Regions from separate parts of the Sus scrofa genome. Here all the other regions are linked to region 1. The links are chromatin contacts, called in public HiChIP or PLAC-seq maps. All regions are on one chromosome and are shown on one strand. The core of a region is the stretch at or near the end of the contact, and the rest is flanking DNA. Distances in the headings are between cores, read along the strand shown. Region 1 has its middle 100 kb from the start of SLC1A4. Region 2 overlaps SERTAD2 (SERTA domain-containing protein 2). Region 3 overlaps SERTAD2 (SERTA domain-containing protein 2). Region 4 overlaps SERTAD2 (SERTA domain-containing protein 2).

Evidence for each region. HiChIP or PLAC-seq counts read pairs in DNA pulled down with a chosen protein or histone mark.
Region 2: an H3K27ac HiChIP or PLAC-seq map of skeletal muscle shows a contact between it and region 1. The contact joins two enhancer-like sites. A contact is called at or near these places in 2 of 2 datasets of contacts at active chromatin or transcription factors (alveolar macrophages and skeletal muscle).
Region 3: an H3K27ac HiChIP or PLAC-seq map of skeletal muscle shows a contact between it and region 1, with 2.7 times the contacts expected there. The contact joins two enhancer-like sites. A contact is called at or near these places in 2 of 2 datasets of contacts at active chromatin or transcription factors (alveolar macrophages and skeletal muscle).
Region 4: a contact with region 1 is called in an H3K27ac HiChIP or PLAC-seq map of skeletal muscle. The contact joins two enhancer-like sites. A contact is called at or near these places in 1 of 47 Hi-C or Micro-C datasets (fibroblasts) and 2 of 2 datasets of contacts at active chromatin or transcription factors (alveolar macrophages and skeletal muscle).

What each region holds. Positions count from the first base shown.
Region 1 is chr3:77,069,544-77,074,370 of Sscrofa11.1, forward strand. No RefSeq gene overlaps it. Among named protein-coding and RNA genes, the nearest start is that of SLC1A4, 100 kb to the left of the region's middle. Within about 2 kb of position 2,023, at least 41 of the 83 cell types and tissues checked have an H3K27ac peak or open chromatin away from gene starts, as enhancers often do. A contact at or near this core is called in alveolar macrophages and skeletal muscle, where this site is marked.
Region 2 is chr3:77,270,512-77,275,338 of Sscrofa11.1, forward strand. All of the region lies in intron 1 of SERTAD2 (SERTA domain-containing protein 2), which reads left to right. Among named protein-coding and RNA genes, the nearest start is that of SERTAD2, 80 kb to the left of the region's middle. Within about 2 kb of position 2,125, at least 1 of the 83 cell types and tissues checked has an H3K27ac peak or open chromatin away from gene starts, as enhancers often do. A contact at or near this core is called in skeletal muscle, where this site is marked.
Region 3 is chr3:77,236,602-77,241,428 of Sscrofa11.1, forward strand. All of the region lies in intron 1 of SERTAD2 (SERTA domain-containing protein 2), which reads left to right. Among named protein-coding and RNA genes, the nearest start is that of SERTAD2, 46 kb to the left of the region's middle. Within about 2 kb of position 2,535, at least 1 of the 83 cell types and tissues checked has an H3K27ac peak or open chromatin away from gene starts, as enhancers often do. A contact at or near this core is called in skeletal muscle, where this site is marked.
Region 4 is chr3:77,212,817-77,217,643 of Sscrofa11.1, forward strand. All of the region lies in intron 1 of SERTAD2 (SERTA domain-containing protein 2), which reads left to right. Among named protein-coding and RNA genes, the nearest start is that of SERTAD2, 23 kb to the left of the region's middle. Within about 2 kb of position 2,810, at least 51 of the 83 cell types and tissues checked have an H3K27ac peak or open chromatin away from gene starts, as enhancers often do. A contact at or near this core is called in alveolar macrophages and skeletal muscle, where this site is marked.

The sequences.
Region 1 (4,827 bases), core at 773-3,272:
GTTGTCCCAGCTCTAGAGAGATGGGCTTCACTGAAAAAGCTGGTAAAAACTGCCAGGGCCGTTTCCCTAGCTTCTTAGTGGGGCACTGGAAAAAACAGCAGAGCTGGCACTGGGGACTGCCAGTGTCAGCAGCAGAGGGAGGGGGCTTTGGGCAGCTGTGGAAGATGGACGGTGTTGGTGGCCTCAGCAATCAAGGTGGGCAGGCAGTTGTCCCCTCATGGCACAAGAGCTGACGTTTTATCAGGTGCTTATGGTGTGCCAGACACTGCATAAGTACTTAACATGGATTGTTTAATATTTACAACAACTTCCATTTATATAGATTAGAAAACTGAGGTCCAGAAAGGTAAGGTAACTTTCCTGGGTCACACACACATCTGATAAATGTGGGTTTGAACCCAGGCACATTGACTGCTGGACTTGTGTGTTTCAGTGCTGAGCTATGCTGCCTGTCCTAGGGGCCAATAAGGGATTTAATACCTTGGAAGTGTTGACTTATTGGTAGTGTGTCCAAGGGAAAAGAGGGCTAGTATGGGGGTTGCAAAAATGACTACAATATTTTGCAGTGCCTTTCATCAGGAGTTAGAATCTGCTTCCCCATCTCTTGAGTCTGTCCCGGCCTGGTGACTCAATTAAACCAAGAGAATGTGGCAAAAGCAAGGGTGGCCTGTTCCCAGCTTAGACCTCAAGAAGCCTTGTGGCTTCTGCTCTCCCCATCCGGAACCCCACTGCTACAGCAAGAAGCCTGGGGTCGGCTCAACTGTTGGTCAGTGGTCCACTCGCCCTTTCACCCCAGCTGACAGTGTGCTAACCACCAGATGTGTGGGTGAGGCTATCCTAAACCATCCAGGGACCTGCCAGCTCACTATAGACACATACACAGGCCCAGCAGAGCCAGGCTAGAAACCGCCCAGCTGACCCACAGAGTGAGGAGCAAATAAATACATGTTTCTTTACTGGGTGGCTTGTTGTGTAGCAATAAATACAGCAGAAAATAGCTCAAAGAGAAGGAAGGTATGAAGCTGGAGGAACTCCCACCAGACAGTATGGATAGGTAGAAACCCTTCAGACAGGGAAAAGAGATTCAGAGGAAAAGAATGGGGGGCTGGGGGAGAACTGCCTGTTTTCTCAGAAACCCAGCACCCTCACCTCTTCCGCCTTCCATACTCTTCTGGGGAGAAACTCCAGCTAGAGAAGCTAAACCAGGAGTACTCTACTGCCCACGGGAAGGTGGCCACCTCTTGGCAGACATGCTGGTGTTGCATGTTGGGCAGAAAGAGGATCCAAGACAGTCCTGTGGACCTGGGATCCTGTGTGCCATGGATTGGCTCCAGCTGCTCTCACTGGAGTTCCCCCCATCCAGAAAATAAGCTGTGTGAACCTCAACTTAGGTAGCAGCTGTGAGGATGAGGAGAAGCTGGCCAAAGGGCAGAAGTATGTAGGATGTACAAGGAACTAGAATACTAGGGGCAAATTGAAAGAGAGGAAATGGCTACTGGGGATGGGGCAGCCTAAAATAACACTGCTGTTCAGAGTACAAAAGGATGCCCCCAGGAACTACTAACAGGGGGAAAAAGATTCTTTTTTTTAAAGAATTTAATAATACTTATTAATAATAAGTATTAATGTTTAATAATACATTTAATGATACTTATTAAATGTTACCGCCATACATAACGTATATACCATGGTTGAATCGTGTCTTTTGGTGGTGACCTTGGTGATTTTTTGACGGAGCCGGCCACCTGCCCTTGTTTTAGGGGTTACTCTCTTTCCAGGCATTTCAATTTTTAAAAGAATCAAAGCAGGCAGCCACTGAGAATGGAACCAGGATTTTTAGCCCCTTCATCAGGTTCTTGGCCTGGGTACTAGCCCCGGAACCACAAAAGGCATCTCCCAGGACCTTGGCGTCGCACAGTTTGAATTCCCTTCCTTCCAAGAAAGGTCCCGAGTTCCTCAGCCTCAGGGAAGCTGCTCTCCGCGCTCCCTCAGGAGACTGAGGGTGGGGACGGCCGGCCCCCCGAGAGCCCACCAGAGGGCGCTGCTCGGTCGCCGGGAGCGCCGTGTCCGCCTGGGCGTGTGGCCTGGTGTGGGCATTTTTGTGTCGTTTAAATGCCAGCATTGATTGCTCACTTCTTTCCCAAACATGTTTCTAATTTACCCGGTATCTTTTCTAAGTGAAAAACTTAAGAAAAAAAATGCATACTGAACTTTAGTTCCAGAAAGAGCAAAAGGGGTCTAACACCAAAAGCAGTTTTGTCCCGGAAACCTCTGGGACTGGAGTCAGGACAGCCAGCATGGGCTCACCAGATGCTACTCACCGGTTAGGACAGAGGCACGTGGAAAAAAGCACACCGAACCTCGGTCCTGCAAACGCCCTTGCTAGCAACCAACAAACCCGTAGCTTTTTGCTACAATAGACAGGTTCGTTTCGGCCAAGTTCAGGAGCTGGTGGCCGCGCGGGTCGGTGGAGGGTCCACCTATGGCCCTCAGCGGCCGGACAGCCCCAGCTTGCCGCCTGGCCCCTAGCGTCGTATGGCGCCGAGGGTCGGGGTGGGGTGGGGGTAGGGGTGGGACCAGGGGTGCGTGGTCGCGGAGGTGGGGATGGGGGGGCAATCGGGGCGCTCAGGGCAGCATTACCCGCACAGGGTGAAGGCAGGGATGCAGGGGCAGGATGACGAAGAGGAGCGCGGCAGAGGGAGGGAAAGTCCTGTCTGGTGGTGGTGGCGGGCACCATCCCTAGGGCTTGGATGGAAGCCTGACAGCCATAAATAGAAGTCATCCGCGAAGAGACCTAAAGACACGTTAGGCTGCTGGGAGTTCTCTAGGAGAGAAAGCTCCTAATCTCGGGGTGGGGGCTGGGGAGGGAAGCTGGCGGGGGCGGGGGGTGGTATCTGATTGACAGCTGGGTTCTCTTTTTTCAGACCAGGAAAAAAGGAAAAAAAAAAAAAAAAAAAAAAACCCTGTCCCCTGGGGAGATGTCTCAGTCACTTTTCTCCTGCAGGAAGCTGCTTCTTGTTGGAGCCTCCTGGGATTGGCAGAGTTAAAATCCTTTAACCCAGGATGCCTTGGGCCTTTTGTTCCGCTCTGACAATGGAATTGGGTGGAGGGGGCTGGGAAGGCAAGGAGCTGGGTCGGGGATATCCGTAGCTGGGGGTCTGCTGAAGCTGTGTTCAGTCACAGGGTGAAAAAAAGCAATTTCTTTGTTCGTGTGCGTGTGTGCGTGTGTGTTGGGGGGAAGGTGTAAGGAACACGGGGCACCAGCGCACTAACACGTGTACGAGTGCCTGCTGTGCAGCTCAACAAACCCTTAATTACCCAGGGAGATCTTCCAAAACTGGGAACTCAATATTGGTCCCTAAAAGGTTGGATAATGGGTTTTTCTTGCATCTCGCTCCAAGGGGACAGATCCCCAGCTCCCTTGGGCTCCCAGATTCTTCTAGATGTCTTTGTCTTCTAAAATTCTGTGCCCCCAGGGGACAGCACTTAGTTAAAGACACTCAGAAATGTATACCCTTCAGCCATATTAATCATCTTAAAGCCTTTACTTTGAACATATCATGTCCTTGATTCATAATTGTCAGTGGCACCCACTAATTCAAAGGAATTGGAGTGACAGCGTTCAAGTGTTCAAACCCTCTTACTGTGCAGGCTTTTCTCCTCCCGCTCTCCTGTGTGCCATGTGTCCTCCCTTGTAGCCAGCCTAGCCCCTCAGGGTCCCTGAATTTGGCAGCCTCCCTATCTCTGGCCCAGCAGTTGCCTCTAGGACACCCTCCCCCATCAAGCTGGTCACTTCCTTCTCCATTCAGTTCTAGCCTCAGTCATTCAACATGCATTTACTAAGAGTCCCCCATATGCAAGGCATGGCCCTGGGAATATAACAGAAAATACAAAAACATGCCCTTAATGATTTTATGCCTTAATGGGAGGGAATAAAGCCAAACAATTTCTGATGTTGGTAAGTAGCTAATCATTGTGATGTAGCTGTGGTGGGGATGGGGTGCTAGTGAGTGCTGCTTTATTTAGCCAGGGAAGGCTCTTTGAGACCTTCTCTGCAGAGGAGGAAGGAGGCAGCCACGTGAAGATCTGGGTAGAGTGCTCCAGGCAGAAGGGATAGTAAGTGCAAGAGCTCTGAGGCAGGAATGCACCTGTTAAGTTCAGGAGACACCAAGAAGGCCACTGTTGCTGAAGCAATGTGAACGAAAAGAATGCGAGGGCTCTTGAGATGTAGGCAAGGACTAGACCATCATGTCCTCATGGCCAAAATAAGGACTGTGAGTTTTATTTTGGTTGCAGTGGGAAACTTCTGGAGGATTTTAAGCCAGGAGAGAAGAGATTCCACTTACGTTTTAGAAAGATTACTCTGGTGGCTTGGCAGAACAGGGACAAGGAGCAGAGGAAGAGCAGAGCAGTGAAGATGCAGTTGCAGACATTCTGGCAAGAGAAAGTAAAAGCACGGCGGTGGCTGTGGGGATGGTGAGGTTTCTAGACCTGTGACATAAGAGAACAGTCAAGGATGACACTTGCATTTTTAGGATAACTGTGTGGACAGGATGCCCATGCCGGGGGAAAGGGATAGACAGCAGTTCTGTTTGGCCACACCAAGACCTGTCAGACGCCAGGTGGGTATGTGTACTCAAGCTTGAGTCTGGAGTTCAGGGGCATCTCTCCTTAGGATTTAAATTGGAAACCCAGCATGTAAACAGTGTTCAGAAGCCATGGGCCTGGATAATTCCACTTAGGGAAAAAGTAAAACTAAAAGAAAGAGGGCAGAGACTGAAGCCATTACAACATTTAGAGATCTGGTAAAGGAAAAACAAGCAAGCA
Region 2 (4,827 bases), core at 875-3,374, 200 kb after region 1:
TCAGCCTGAGGTATAAATTTAAGGTCTTCTCAGATCTTTTCTGAGCCTTTTTATGGGCATACATGGTTCTGTTCTTATTTTCCCTATTATTGAAGTTGTTTTTTTAATGTCCAAGTCTTTAACAACAAGAGTAAAATGTGAAAAATGAAAATGGTTGGGGGGTAGGTGCTGGTCTTTTAAATCCCCAGGAAGTCACTTAAGGGGAAGGGAGAGGGGCTTATAATAATTAGGGGCAGTCACAGTAACAATTGCTATGACCTTTTTGTTTTCACTTCCATCATTAGAAGCAACAGTCAAAACAGACCCCTAATATTTAGAGGACAGTGTCCTTTTTGCTCCCTCGGCACTTATAAGCTACTAGAGGAACCTGTGTACAGCTGGGGTAGGAGAGTGGCTAGCTGTTACTGCACTAAGAGCTGTAATTGATTGAAATTAACTAAAATTTACTGCAGTTTACCATATAAGTCTTGCCCTAAAAGTTGTAAGCCTTCCACAGACTCCAGAGTTCCAAAATAGTTACATCATTCAGATTCTGCCAGCGAGATTATTGTGTAGGTGAAGAGACTGATTGGTGGTGCTTCCTGCTCTGCCATCTTCCCAGAATCCTCTCCCCCTCATTCTGTTTTAAGAGAATTCTGGTTCTATTTGGGGTAGCTCTGTGCTAAGCTACCTTCTAGATGAGCTGGCTATGTTTTGGCTCTGTTCTTTTCTGTAAGATGTGGGTAGAGGTCCCTAGGGGAGAATATCCCTTCTTGAATAAAAAGACAAAGCCTCACAAAGCAAAGACTTCTGACTTTATTCTTACATAGAATGTAGATGAAATAGCTGGTGGATAGCAGCCTTCTTATGACCCTGAGTACCATGAGGATGTTTTTGAACCATCTTTGAAGTCCTGAGCTGCTAACCCCATACTTCAGATATTGTGAGAAAAAAATATATAAACTCTTAGTCATTTCAACCACTGTTAGTATTTTTCTTTTCTTTTCTTTTCTTTCTTTTTTTTTTTTTTTTTTTTTTGCCTCTTCTAGGGCCGTTCCTGTGGTATATGGAGATTCTCAGGCTAGGGGTCTAATCAGAGCTGTGGCCACTGGCCACAGCCACAGCCACAGCAACTCAGGATCCGAGCTGCGTCTACAACCTACACCACAGCTCATGGCAATGCCGGATCCTTAACCCACAGAAGCAAGGCCCGGGATTGAACCCGCCACCATCATGGTTCCTAGTCTGATTCGTTAACCTCTGCGCCACGATGGGAACTCCAGTTAGTATTTCTTTAGTCATTGTCAAATGTAAATCCTAATGTACCATTCAAGCTTATAATCCATCAAACAGGATAAAAGCATGGACCAGAGGAGATATTTGTATCTATGATGGGCACCAGTATTTTTCAGTTGGAGATCTGAGGCTCAGTTGCATAGAGGTATAATGGGTATTAAAGAAAGTGCGTACATCTACTCCTGATGATACTTAAAGCTTTCTACATTTTTTTGTGTATGTTTTTCATTTCTTTACATTGGCTTGCCAAACATTACTGGCATTTTTTTTTTTTTAAGGTGGAAAAAAAATGTATTGTAGGCCATTTACAGCAATGAAAGTAGGAAGAGATGTGCTGGCTGCTCCTGTTACTTATATTTTAAAGCCACTGAAGAAAGTAGCTCATTTTTCCTACTCTTTATTGTGCTTTGTTATGTACATATTTTCCCATCAGAATATAATTAAAGCAGAGGGATGAGGAGGAAGAAATTACAAATAATAATCCAGAGATCTTAACATCCTCTCAGTTCCTTTTTCCTTTTTTCTTTCTTTCTTTCTTTTTTCTTTTTTTCCTTTTTATGGCACATGGAAGTTCCCAGGCTAGCCTAGGGCCTGACACAGTGGATAGCCAGTAAACGTTTGTTAGACAAAGGGAAAAAAAGCTGGAGTTGGTTTTATATTGAATTGCAGAGACAGAGTTACATTTTGAATGCTAGTCATACAATGAGATTTATTCAAGAAAAATGCCTTTTTCTTGTACTCTGGTCTGACCTAATGCCTTAAATGAGTGGAGCACCATCTCATCTCCAGTGTATATCCCAGACCGGCACCTAAGATTCATCACAGTTGGCAGCCATGACCAGGCCTGCTGGGGAGGAGCAAGGGAGCTCTTCTTAGGCCAGTGGCCACTGGCACAGCATTGAATTTAATGTGCGTTATGTACTTCAGTAATCATTATAACAAAAATAACTACCTTTGTTTACTATTTTCAGGGGCTGTGCTAACATCTTTGCATACATAATCTCACTTAACCCACGTGATAACACCATGCCTCAGGTCCCAATTCTGTCTCCTTTTCACAGTTGAGAAAATTGAAGCTTAAGCAAGTTGCCTAAGGTCAGATCGCCAGCACATGGTCAAGCTGGAACTTGAAACCCTGTCTGTCTCAGGACTACTTGACTCCAGAGTTTGTGTTGTTAGGCATGTCGGAAAATCCTGACTATAGTTTGCTTAATTACATGTTCAATAATCTCAAAAAACTCTGTATTTTGTACTTTGGTTTCTCTGCAGAGAAGCAAAAGGTAATGGTATGAAAGTGGCCCCACTCAAAAGGAATACTTTTTTGAATTGTTAACATGGAAAAGATGGTTTCTGATGAAGGGTGCTTTATATAATCTTTTTTTGTTTACTTCAGTCATGGCAGGAGCTCTCCTCCAAGTGGGAGGGTGGGTCGGAGGTGGATGAGTATGCTTTGCGGGAGTTATAGCAACGCACAGTGGGAGCAGAAGAGCGTGAATGTACATTACGCAGAGTGCAGCTTCATGTCCAATGGGTATATCACTGAGCTGCGTGACTGTGGTAGCCAGATGAATCATGGCATTTTAAGCTCTGTGTGTGTCATCAATGTATGTGGGTTGAAATTACATGGAAGCATAGTAGTCCATAAGAAATATAAATAAAATACACCCTTGGGATAACTGCAGCATTTCATATAGCACCCAAATATTTATAAAAGCTATACATGTTGAGCTTTTTGTTTTTAGAGCTGATGCTTTTGTTTATTAGCTTAGACCATCTCAGCATTTTCTATTTATTTAAGTGTTTAAGATTCAGTCATAAAATCCCACTCCGAACTAAAGCCGTTTATGGAAACTCAGCCGGTGTGTGGGCATATTAAAAAGAAAAAGATAAGATATATTTTTAAAGGAGATGTTAAAATTTTGCTGCTTTATAAATAGGTAGATACACAGATAAATGGATCGATAGATCACCAGGATTAAAGTTCCCATCTGAATTGCTTTGGCAAAGACTCTTCATTAGATGGTTAAGTAAAGTGAATTTGAAGATTAAAAACTACATTGAGACTCTAGGCTTTGTGCTTGGTCATTGTGGCATCTTGAGAAAGTTTTCTTGGAACCTCAATTCCTCAAGTGTAAAGCTGAATAGTAGTAGCTGGCTCTTGGGGCTTTAGGGTGTGAGGAGCGAATAAGATGATGTCAATATGCTTTATAAAGTGTATAAATAAGTAATTATACAGATTTTTTTTTATTTTTTATTTTTATTTTTTTTTGTCTTTTTGTTGTTGTTATTGTTGTTGTTGTTGTTGTTGCTATTTCTTGGGCCGCTTCCGCGGCATATGAAGGTTCCCAGGCTAGGGGTTGAATCGGAGCTGTAGCCACCGGCCTACGCCAGAGCCACAGCAACGCGGGATCCGAGCCGCGTCTGCAACCTACACCACAGCTCACGGCAACGCCGGATCGTTAACCCACTGAGCAAGGGCAGGGAGCAAACCCGCAACCTCATGGTTCCTAGTCGGATTCGTTAACCACTGCGCCACGACGGGAACTCCCCAGTTATACAGATTTAAAGGTGTGGTATTTTTATCGGGTGCTCCATAGCCAGCAGATGGACCCATCCAACACCATCCTTCATCCATGAAGATGACAATGTCAATTTCAGCCTCTCAGATGACAGAGATTTATTGAGCTCTTACATTGTGTGAGAACTTCCTTCACATCAGCAGAACTCAGGTTAGATTTACAACAGCTCTGGTTTATACAGTGACATTATTTATATAGCATACAAGCATTCCGTGCATATGCACTTTATAGACATTTGAAGTTTCTCTTTAAGGACCCAAATTTGTTTAGTGTAAGCCTGTTCAATAAAAATCTTTCCCTGGGAGTTCCCATCGTGGCTCAGTGGTTAGTGGTTAATGAACCCGACTAGGAACCATGAGGATGTGGGTTCGATTCCTAGCCTTGTTCAGTGGGTTAAGGATCTGGTGTTGCCGTGAGCTGTGGTGTGGGTCACATACTCAACTTGGATCCCATGTTGCTGTGGTGTAGGCTGACAGCTACAGCTCTAATTGGACCCCTAGCCTAGGAACCTCCATCTGCTTCGGGTGTGGCCCTAAAAAGACAAAAAAAAAAAAAAAAAAAAACCCAAATTCACTGTATCATTGTTGTTGCTGTTGTTATTACATTTTTCTCACAGAGAGCATTGAGCATAATACTACCTTTTCTTCATGATTCAGGTTGTTGAGGTATTCTATTGGCATACCTCAGGCATACCGCCCTTTAGGGAGGGGCATGGTGCCCTTTGCCTCTGTTATAAATGATTCCACATCACTAAATTTTTTTAATTCTTGTATCAACATTTTTTGATCCCCCTAACCTTGAATTCTAGTTGTTAGCTACCTTTTCCTTTCCTTTTTTTTTTTTTTTTTTTTTTTTTATTGGCTAGTATCAATCTGCTTCTTTTTCAATCCATTCTCCCCTCCAGTGTCCACTGACAATCTATGGTTTGGGGGAAAAACAAATAAAATCATCTTTTTTTTTTTTTTTGGTCTTT
Region 3 (4,827 bases), core at 1,285-3,784, 170 kb after region 1:
CTGGAATATGGTGGGTTTACCAAGAGGAGGAGGCGAGGAAGAGGCCCAGGTGTCTGGCTTGGGAACTAGATGGATAATGATGCTTTTCACTGAAAAAGTGGGAGAGCAGCAGGTTTGAGGAGAGGTGTGAGAAGAGGATGAGTCCAGTTTTGAACATGTTGTATTTAAAAAACCTGTAAGACTTCTGGGGGCGAGGTGGAGTTAGGCATTTGAATTTGTAAATCTGAGTCACATTAAAGATCTGGGGTGACTTAGGAGGCATCAGTAGATAGCCCACAATTGATGTTTGGGGGTACAGGAGAGTGTACAGGGAGAGGATTTAAGTGAGCAGGTAAGGACAGCATCCTCAGGAATACCTAGAGGGAGAAGAGCCTTCAAAGAGACTGAGATTGAGTGGCCAGAGAGAAATGGACAGTGCAGTGTTTTTGGAAGCCTGGGGGAGAAAGCATTTACAAAGGAGGGAGTAGTAAGTAGTGTTCGATACTGCAGAGAGATCCGGAAAGCAAAGTTCTGAAAGGTTTCCATGGACTTAGTGACAAGGAGGCTGTGTTGCTGGCTGTGCCAAGTACCAATTGGATGGAGGGGTAGCTTGGAAATTTGTAGTGAATTGAGCAACAAATAGGAAGGAGAAGGTAAATGTAGACAACTGGTTAAGAATTTTGACTGCACAGAGGAGAGAAATGGTGGTACCTAAGAGACTACGGAGCCAAACAGTTTTCTGATTTCCTTTTTTGAAAATGGGATAGGCTTCAGTATCCTAAGATGTTGATGGGAAGGATCCAGAAAAGGGAAAGGAAGTAATTGATAGGTCCTGGTCTCCAGGGTGGCTGCGAACAAGAGCCCCAGAGGAGTTGGGATACAGAGAAAGTGCATGTGTAGGTGTTTGTCACATTGGGGTCCAATTAAGAGACTGTGAAGGCTTCTATTTCCTCTGTGAAGTAGAAGCAAGGTTTTCTGGTCTAAGGAGAGCTGTGGTGGAATGAGGGGTTTGAGAAAAAGTGCATAGCATTTGAAATAGCTACTGTGTGGAAAGAAGAGAGGCATCTGGCACAGTATGATGGTTTTGGACATGTGGAGTCTGAATTCAGAGGGACAGCCTGTGTGAGGTGAGGATCTGGAGCTGAGGTTTGAGTTCAAGATTAGACATGGAGATTGGGGATCAGTAGAAACCTTAAATGAAGGGTTGAGAGGAAAAAGAACCATTGGCAGAGCAAATGAAATCAGAGAAACAGACTCCAGACAAGGATTTTGAAGAATAACCATGGGAGAAATAGAAATACCCAGCAAGTATGATATCTTGGCGACTAAGGGTTTCAAGTAGAAAGCGTGACTTAATGAATAGAGTTAAGGTTGTAGACTCTAGTTCTTGACCCTGTAGAATCACCTGAGGAGCAAGTACCCAGCCCTCTGCCAACCCAGGACCAGTTAATTTGGAATCTGTGGGTGGGGCTTGGCATCAGCATCAGTATTTTCTTTGTACTTTTAATCTGTAGCCAGGGTTGAGAATCACTGCTAGAGAGAGTATGAAGACTGAGACGTGATTGGACTTGGCAACCAAGTCATCAGTGGCTGTTGAGAGAGCAGTTTCAGTAAAATGGCAAGACTAGATTCCAATCGGTAGCAGGAGGGGCTGCCTGAGGATACAGAGTTTTGTGATAAAAGTAAATGGAGGGAATTGCTGCCGCACAGCCCCCATCTTCTTATAAAATAAGTGTCGTTGTCAGCTACTAACTATGAAGGGGGTGTGGATCTATTTGGGGTTTTGTGCAGAGTGGGGAAAAAACTGAACAGATGCTCTGGGGAATATAAAAGACTGCATAGCCCCTGTAATGGCCTAGATGAGCATGAGTTGCATTCTGTAATTATCTGGCCTCTGTTACGGTTCTTGAAGTAACACATGCAGCACTGATAGATATCTGTGGAGTTGCGTCTAAGGTGGAAGATGTGTTTTGAAGTTAGCATGCAAGGCAAGAATTGCATTTGGTCAAAACTCCTCTCATAACCCCCTTTGCAAGGTACACAGTGGGGACTGACATTCTGTTTCCCCAGAGAGCTAGTTTTCCCTAGAAGCAGTGGAATAATCACTGTTTTTTTCTGCTGAACACCAGATGAAATAGTTGACTTGTATATAACTAGTGCCATATAAAAAAATGTCTCTTTACACTAAAACCACACTCAGCTTAATTAAATACTCTCATTAAGGAGAAGTACTTGGGTCATTAAGGAGGAGTACTTAAGTACTAAAATGGACTAAGGGCACAAAAGAATTAGTTGCCCATCTCTGTCCCTGGCATACAGTGAGTAAGTTGGGGACTTGCCTGTGCTACCTAAATTGTTATTTTTCAGTTTTCTTTTTTTAATTGAGCCCCTATAGTTGAATTTGCATAAAATAAATATGATGATGCAACTCACACCACTCTATTTTTATTTCTTGCTTGCCCAAAATTATCTTGAGTGAGTATAATACAGTGGTTAAGAGCATGGGCCCTGGCTCAGACCTGGGTTCACATCATGTCCCTGTCACTCACAGTATGTGCAACTTGGCCCTGTGGCTTAATCTCGCTTCTCCTCAGATTTCTCATCTATAAAGTCAGCATGAAAGTATTATCTGCCTCAAAGGTTTATTGTGAGAATAAGTCGATCCATGGAAATCAGTCAATACTCTTTGAAATTATTGTTGCTAGTTTTAGTAACAATGGCAGGGGCCGATTCATAAGTGTGATATGATATTAGACTACAACCTACCTCACAAGGTAAGATTTTTACTAGACCTTATTAGACGGTGACCCAGGAGATGATCTTCGCCTTTCAGGTTGAGGACCAGGTGAAACAGCTGCTGTCAAAGTTCAGACGTCCATGACTGAAAAGGGAAGCTGTCTTTATGACTTTCAGATAATCAAACCTGTCTCAAAAGGGTCTCTCTCAAATCTCAGAATTAAACAAATACAGATCTTCCTCAACTGATAATTCCTGATAAACCCACTGTAAGTTGAAAACATTGTTAAGTTTAATATGCATGTAATTCGTCTAACCTACTGAACATCGTAGCTTAGTCCAGCCTTCCTTCAGTGTGCTCATGGCACTTCCATCAGCCTACAGTTGGACAAAATCATCTAACACAAAGCTTCTTTTGTAGTACAGTGTTGAATATCTCCTGTAATTTATTGAATACTGTGCTGAAAGTGAAACAACAATGGTTGTGTGGGTCCAGGCTGGTTGTAATTGTAGTGGTTGTTTCCCCTTGATCACGTGGCTGATTGGGAGCTGTGACTCCCCTGCCCCAGCATCACCAGAGAGCATCATGCAACATGCATTGTTAGCCTAGGGAAAGGTCCAGATTCAACACTCGAAGTCCAATTTCTACTGAATGTATATTGCTTTCCTACCATCATAAAAATCGAAAAATCATTAAGTTGAACCATTGGAAGTCAGAGATTGTCTGTACACTGATCAACACACAAAATCATGGTCTTTGCACTAAGATAAATGGCCAATATATTGGGATGTAGCAGATTTCTAGAAATGTAAATTTTGTACAGTATCTCTACCAAAACCAACAATGCTATGTGTTAAACGTAGACTCTTTTACATGCAGTGATATGACGAGTTATCCGGATTTGGGGCCTTATGATTTTTTTTTTTTACAAAATTGGAGAGACATTTAGTTTCAAGGAGCATCCCTATTGAAAAGGAACAGTGAAGCTAAGTCTAATGTTGTGTTAATGAAATTAAAGAATGGCTAAAGGTGGAATGATAGAGAAATAAAAGAAGCTTCATTTTGATAAAATGGAGGGGAAAAATATACATCTAAGATTAGAGCATTTTTTGGTACTAGCTTGTTCATATAGTTAGATTTTGCAATGGTCCTTTCAAATTTGTAGTAATTATTGGCATAAATTCTTCATTACCACTTCTTTGAAGTGTATGTATCCTGTTTGCAGAAATTTTTTTTCAGAATAAAACCTGTAACTGATAAACATACCCACTTTTAGAGACTGTCTATTTGAAAAAAATAATACCAGATATTATTTGGCTCAGAATATAAATAACTAGGTTAAGCCTCTGAGCTCTTTGAAAAAATCTTACTGTACAATCTTATGAATTATATTTAGTTAAACACAGAGCTTTAAAGCACCTCAAAGAATTAAAAGTAGGAGTTCCCATTGTGGCTTAGGTTAAGAACCTGACACTGTCTCTCTGAGGCTTTGGGTTCAATCCATGGTCTAGCTCATTGGGTTTCGGATCTGGTGTTACCACAAGCTGCAGCGTAGGTCCTAGATGTGGCTTGGATGTGTTGTTGCTGTTGCTGTGGTTGTAGGGTAGGCCTTAGCTGCAGCTCCAATTCAACCCCTAGCCCAGGAACTTCCATGTACCACAAGTGCGGCTGTAAAAAGAAAAAAAAAATTTTAATAAGTTGAATAATATATGCCTTAGAACTTAAATTTAGCTTCGTTAGTTCCATGGCTCATAATATTAGAGTACTAGAATCATTTATGTCTTAGTCATATATAGCTAATACTTGCTGAGCTTTCTCTGTGTCAGGAACTGCTCTAAGTGCTTTTTTTAATTAATTCAAGTTAATTCAGTTAATCCTTACAGCACTAAAACAGGTCTTATTTTGCCCAAGATTTCACAGCTAATATGTGGCAGAGCTGAGACCTGTACTCATATTATCCACCTCCAAGGCCTTAATCACTATGCTAGACTGCCTGTATTTGAATAGGCAAATTCTGAGATGGAGTTTAACATGTTTGAATTCCCCATATGTCTTAATTGTAAAAGAAGTGGCAAGAGTTCATAATACTAACTTGGATTTATCGTACAAGT
Region 4 (4,827 bases), core at 1,560-4,059, 140 kb after region 1:
TTTATCCTTTAACATTTAAATACTGAATGCAGGTATTAGTGCAAACTTAGCATGCCATTATGTGATGGGAAAAAAAAGAGACATGTTTTTGACTAGGAAAAAATTCTTGGCAAAGAGCAGTTCTGTCCTATTCAATCAGTTACTGAAATGGAACTGAGTTTTCTTTTATTAGGTATGTCTTTGAAGTTGAAATGATTGGGTAGTCATCTCTGAGCATTAGTGTAGTGAGTTCTGGGGGCTCTTTGTACTCCCAAGGAGGCAGTTTGTGAAGCAGATGAATAGCAAGTAAGTATATTATGACTCGGTTTGGTTTTGGGTTTTTTTGTTTTTGTTTTTGTTTTTGGCTGCATCTGCAGCATGTGGAAGTTCCCAGGCCAGGGACTGAACCCAAGCCACAGCAGCAACCTGAGTCACAGCAGTGACAACACTGGATCCTTAACCCAGTGAGCCACCAGGAAACTCCCACCATGACTTTTCTAACTAGCGTACTATAGAGCAGATGATGTTTTGGTATACTGGGGCACAGCAGTTAAATGACGAGGCATCACATGGAAACTCAGGCACTTAGTCAATCCAGTTATCAGTTTCTACTTTTTATATGCCTTTCATTTTCTCAGGGTGCATTTGTAATTGCTTTAAAGTGATCGTGTCAATTTGACCTCCAGAAAGGGTAACCGAAATAAAGTCCAAAAATAGTTGATTTCAGGAGTTCCCATTGTGGCGCAGTGGAAATGAATCCGACTAGGAACCAGGAGGTTGTAGGTTTGATCCCTGGCCTCACTCAGTGGGTTAAGGATCCGGCGTTGCCGTGAGCTGTGGTGTAGGTTGCAGACGCGGCTCAGATCCCGTGTTGCTCTGACTGTGGCCTAGGCCAGCTGGCAGCTGTAGCTCCAACTGGACCCCTAACCTGGGAACCTCCATGTGCCAAGGGTGTGGCCCTAAAAGGACAAAAAAAAAAAAAAAAAAAAAGTTGATTTTAGTGTTTAAGTAAGTTGTCCAGGGGAACATATTAAGTATGGGGATAGCTATCAGTTTGATTTCTCTTATTGCTCCTCTTGCTTATTGCCTTGACTGACAAGTTGACTGCTTTATGCACAGTTTTACCTCTTTTAAACTAAAAATAAAGTTTATGAGTGTTGTTCTGGCTCAGGGTGTGTGATGCTCTGCTTTAATCACTGCTCCATTCAGGCAGCACAGTTCCTATACATTTAAAACATCCCTGACATCCAGACTATTCACATTACTGTGTGCCACCGTTTTGCTGTCATTGTTTTGTAGCATCACTGACCTGTGTGATCAGGTGTCCTTCAGCACATGAAGAAATGAAGCTGACAACAGCCAACGGTATATCCAAATGTGTAATATATAAACTAAAACTACTCCAAGTCTTTCTGCAAAGTAGAAAGGCATCCCTTTTTAAGCCTTCACATTAAAGAAGGTGCCCAGGATGGCCCGTCAAGTTTCTTTATGTGTTTAAGAATATGTGGCCAATGTTACTTGCTGGAACCAGCCCTGGAAAAATTGAACTGGTGCCATGTATTTCATGCTACTGTTATGTCTAACTATAAAATGAAGGAAGTGCTAATAACACTTCCTACTTGTTTAGCACACTTTCCTCCCCAGCTTTCCAAGGAGTTGGCCAATATCAGGCAGGATTCTCAGCCCATGTGGCTATTATTTTCTAATTCCTGTAACATAACGTTGTGTGAGACTTCCACTCATTATCTTTTTTCTTATGTTCTCCTAAATTTTGGAAAGTAATATTTGCCATCATCATCCCCATTTCTCAGATGCTAAGAATAAGGCACATCTTGGTTCAGTAGTTGACCGAGAATTATACTACAATCATCCACAAGGCCAAAAAATAGAACCCAGGATTGTACCTCAGTTTCATTTTATTCTTGAGCAGTACTTTTTCTCCTTTTCAGATATACACTCTTACAACAGGACCAAAGAAAACACACTTCCAGGTTCCAAAAATATTTCCCACATCTCTTCTTCAGTGTTCCAACCTTAACGATTTAGACTAGATTTATTGTCTGAAGTAAAGTTTCAGTGCCAGTTGTAAACATGATCTGCTTCCCATATTATTCCTGATTTGACTGCTGTCCCAGAAGGTGATGGATAATTGAAGAGAGAGTATAATGAATGCATCTCCTATTTTCTTTTGGCCCTTCTAAATTTGATTTAATGTTAGATTGCTTTCTGCCAGGAAATTTCATGAATGGGCATATGTTAATAAGCCAGATTTTTTTTTTCTTTTATAGTAATAAACTTAACAAAATATCTCCCCAAAGTGGATTCGGTTAGAGTGTGTTAATACTTGAGTCAGTACTTCCTGAACTTATAGGAGGAAGCAACTCCAACTCTGCTGAAAAGGAAGTTGTTCCTTTAAAACTCAGTTGCTGCCATCTGAATATATCCTTTGAAATATATCTTCCACAATTCTTTTTGTTACTGAATGTTTGTAGAATGTGAGGAGGAGTCTGTAAGAAGTAGAAGGATCAATCGTTCTGCTTTAAAAATGCTTTTTAAAAAAATCTCAAGGTGAAGTTTCTGAGAGTGGCAGTTTTTTTTCCTCCTTCAGAGTAACAAAAGTGAAAGTTGCATTTTGATCCACTTTGCTTCGCCTTCTCAGTGACAACTCCAGGCGAGAAGCGTGTGCTGGTGCGCACGCACAAAGCTGTCTTCTTGTTTTGGTGCCCCGCATGTGAACCACTGCATGTCCACACATGCCACACATAAAGAGTCCATTCTTGCTCACACACAGCCAAAGGAGGCTGGCTGCTGCGGTCTTCTGCTGGGTGGAAATTGGCAGCCTCTCTTCTCCTGTAAACAACAGCCTGACGTCACCCCAGCAGCCGTGATAGTGGACCCACTTTAGAGATTCTCAATTGACAGGTCTGCTGAAGGCCTGTCACTGGCTTTGATCATCTTCACTCACACTTGAATAAACGCAGGGCAGAGAAATTGGTTGACGTCAGGAATACTGGCATAGCCCTTTAAAATGGTTTGTGAAGGACCTGACCTTGAATTTTCACATATAATCCTAACAAGACACCCGTGTCATGAGCAGAATGGTAGTTATTCCTATTTTAGAAATGAGCTCATGCAAGTCTAGAGAATTAAAAAGTAGCCCGTGATACAGTGGCTGCAATTCAGGCCTTCTAAAGAATATTGTGTCTCTCTTTTTCCTATTTTAAATAACTTCTTCGGTAATTGTTAATTGTTCTATTCTGCCACTTCCTCTCCCATCTAAAATGTGTGGGATGATGATTTATGAGTTCTTTCCCAGTCAAGACATCTGTGCATTAAAATCAGATACAGTCTTGTTGCACTTGGGAACTCCCAGACAATACGTTAACCCACTCCCTCGCCTCAGAGAGATCCTTTTGAGAAATCTAGCATAACTCTGCACTCACCAGCCTAATTGGAAAGATTTATTAACAAGATGATCCTGTTCTTTATTTGGCCTCTGAAAGCTACATAAAATGAGAGGATGGATGATCCTAATTCTTTTGTGTCGTTAACAGGAAGAGACAAAACCAACATGAAGGGGTCGTTCAACTAGTTCGAAATTAGAATTTTATTGGGAAGGAGGGGAGGGTTGAGCTACTGGCTAAAATATAACTTATTTGTTGTATAAATAGTTGTCTTTCTCACGTGAAAAAGAACAATGACCTTTCATGATTTATAGTCGTTTGGGAATACTTCAGGTTGTAGATGATTCTGGGTTTTCTGTTTTTGCCTCTGAGTCGGTTTTTCAACGTGACATTGAAGAATAGGCAGGAAGAGGGTTTAGATGTGTGGGGACCATCCACGGTAAATTAGTCGGACGTTAACTTTTCTGCCGAATGCCACAACTTGAGCCAGCTCCCCTGATTGTGATGTGTATGTTTAGGGAATGCAAACTAATGTTGATTTTAGTTTACCCCTGACAGAAAATGTGATTAAATCCTATGTGTTAAGGCAAATATCATAAAAAAAAGGCCTTCTAAAATTGCACTTTGGTACATAGTAGGCCCTCAAAAAGGCCTTTTAAATGAAACTCTGATAATCAGAAAATAACTCTGTTCATCAACCTTAATAAGCTAGCATCTGTATAAGTGGTTGACTAAAGTATACCCGAGGAAACAAAGTACCTTGGCGGTGAAAGAAACATTTTATTCCATACCTTAAAATGAACCAGGAGAGTTGTTTATTTTACTTCTTATTTCACTCGATGGAAAAAAGTAGTTTTGCCTTTAAAAGACGGTACTGCTGGTTTTCAGAATTATAGCAGGTTGAAGGACTAGGGGGCAGTGCGTCAAATCTACTTTAACAAAGGAACAGGTCACTGCCTCACGACTCTCTAGCTTCTCTCTTGCTTCTTTCTGTCTGTGACAAAGAATAAGTAAGAGCTGCCAGTCAGAGCCCCTCATTTCTGTGGGAGCAGTGAAGTCTCAAGGTCTGGGTGTGCTGGGGTGGGGTGGGGTGGAGGGGCCCATGCAGCGTGCGCGGTCCGGGGCTTCCCCAGTGCAGCTCTTGGGGGAGGCCCGTGCCCACCACTTACAGGAATAGCTGCGGGGGATGTGCCCAGCCCGGCTGGAACTTCAAAAACTGGTGCCTAAAGTGTCCCAGTCTATCACTTAACAACATGGAGTTTCTCGTCGCTGCGAGAGGCTGTTTGTAATTGTAAACACATAGTAGTAAGGGCAGAGGACAGATGTTAGATAAGTGAAGTCAGTGGGAGAGCAGTGGGAGAGCCAAGCTGGCCTTAGATTTTTAACTCTTTAAGTAATTGCCTTGCAGTCTGTTCCACAGTGGATATAATAGGGGCAGAAAACA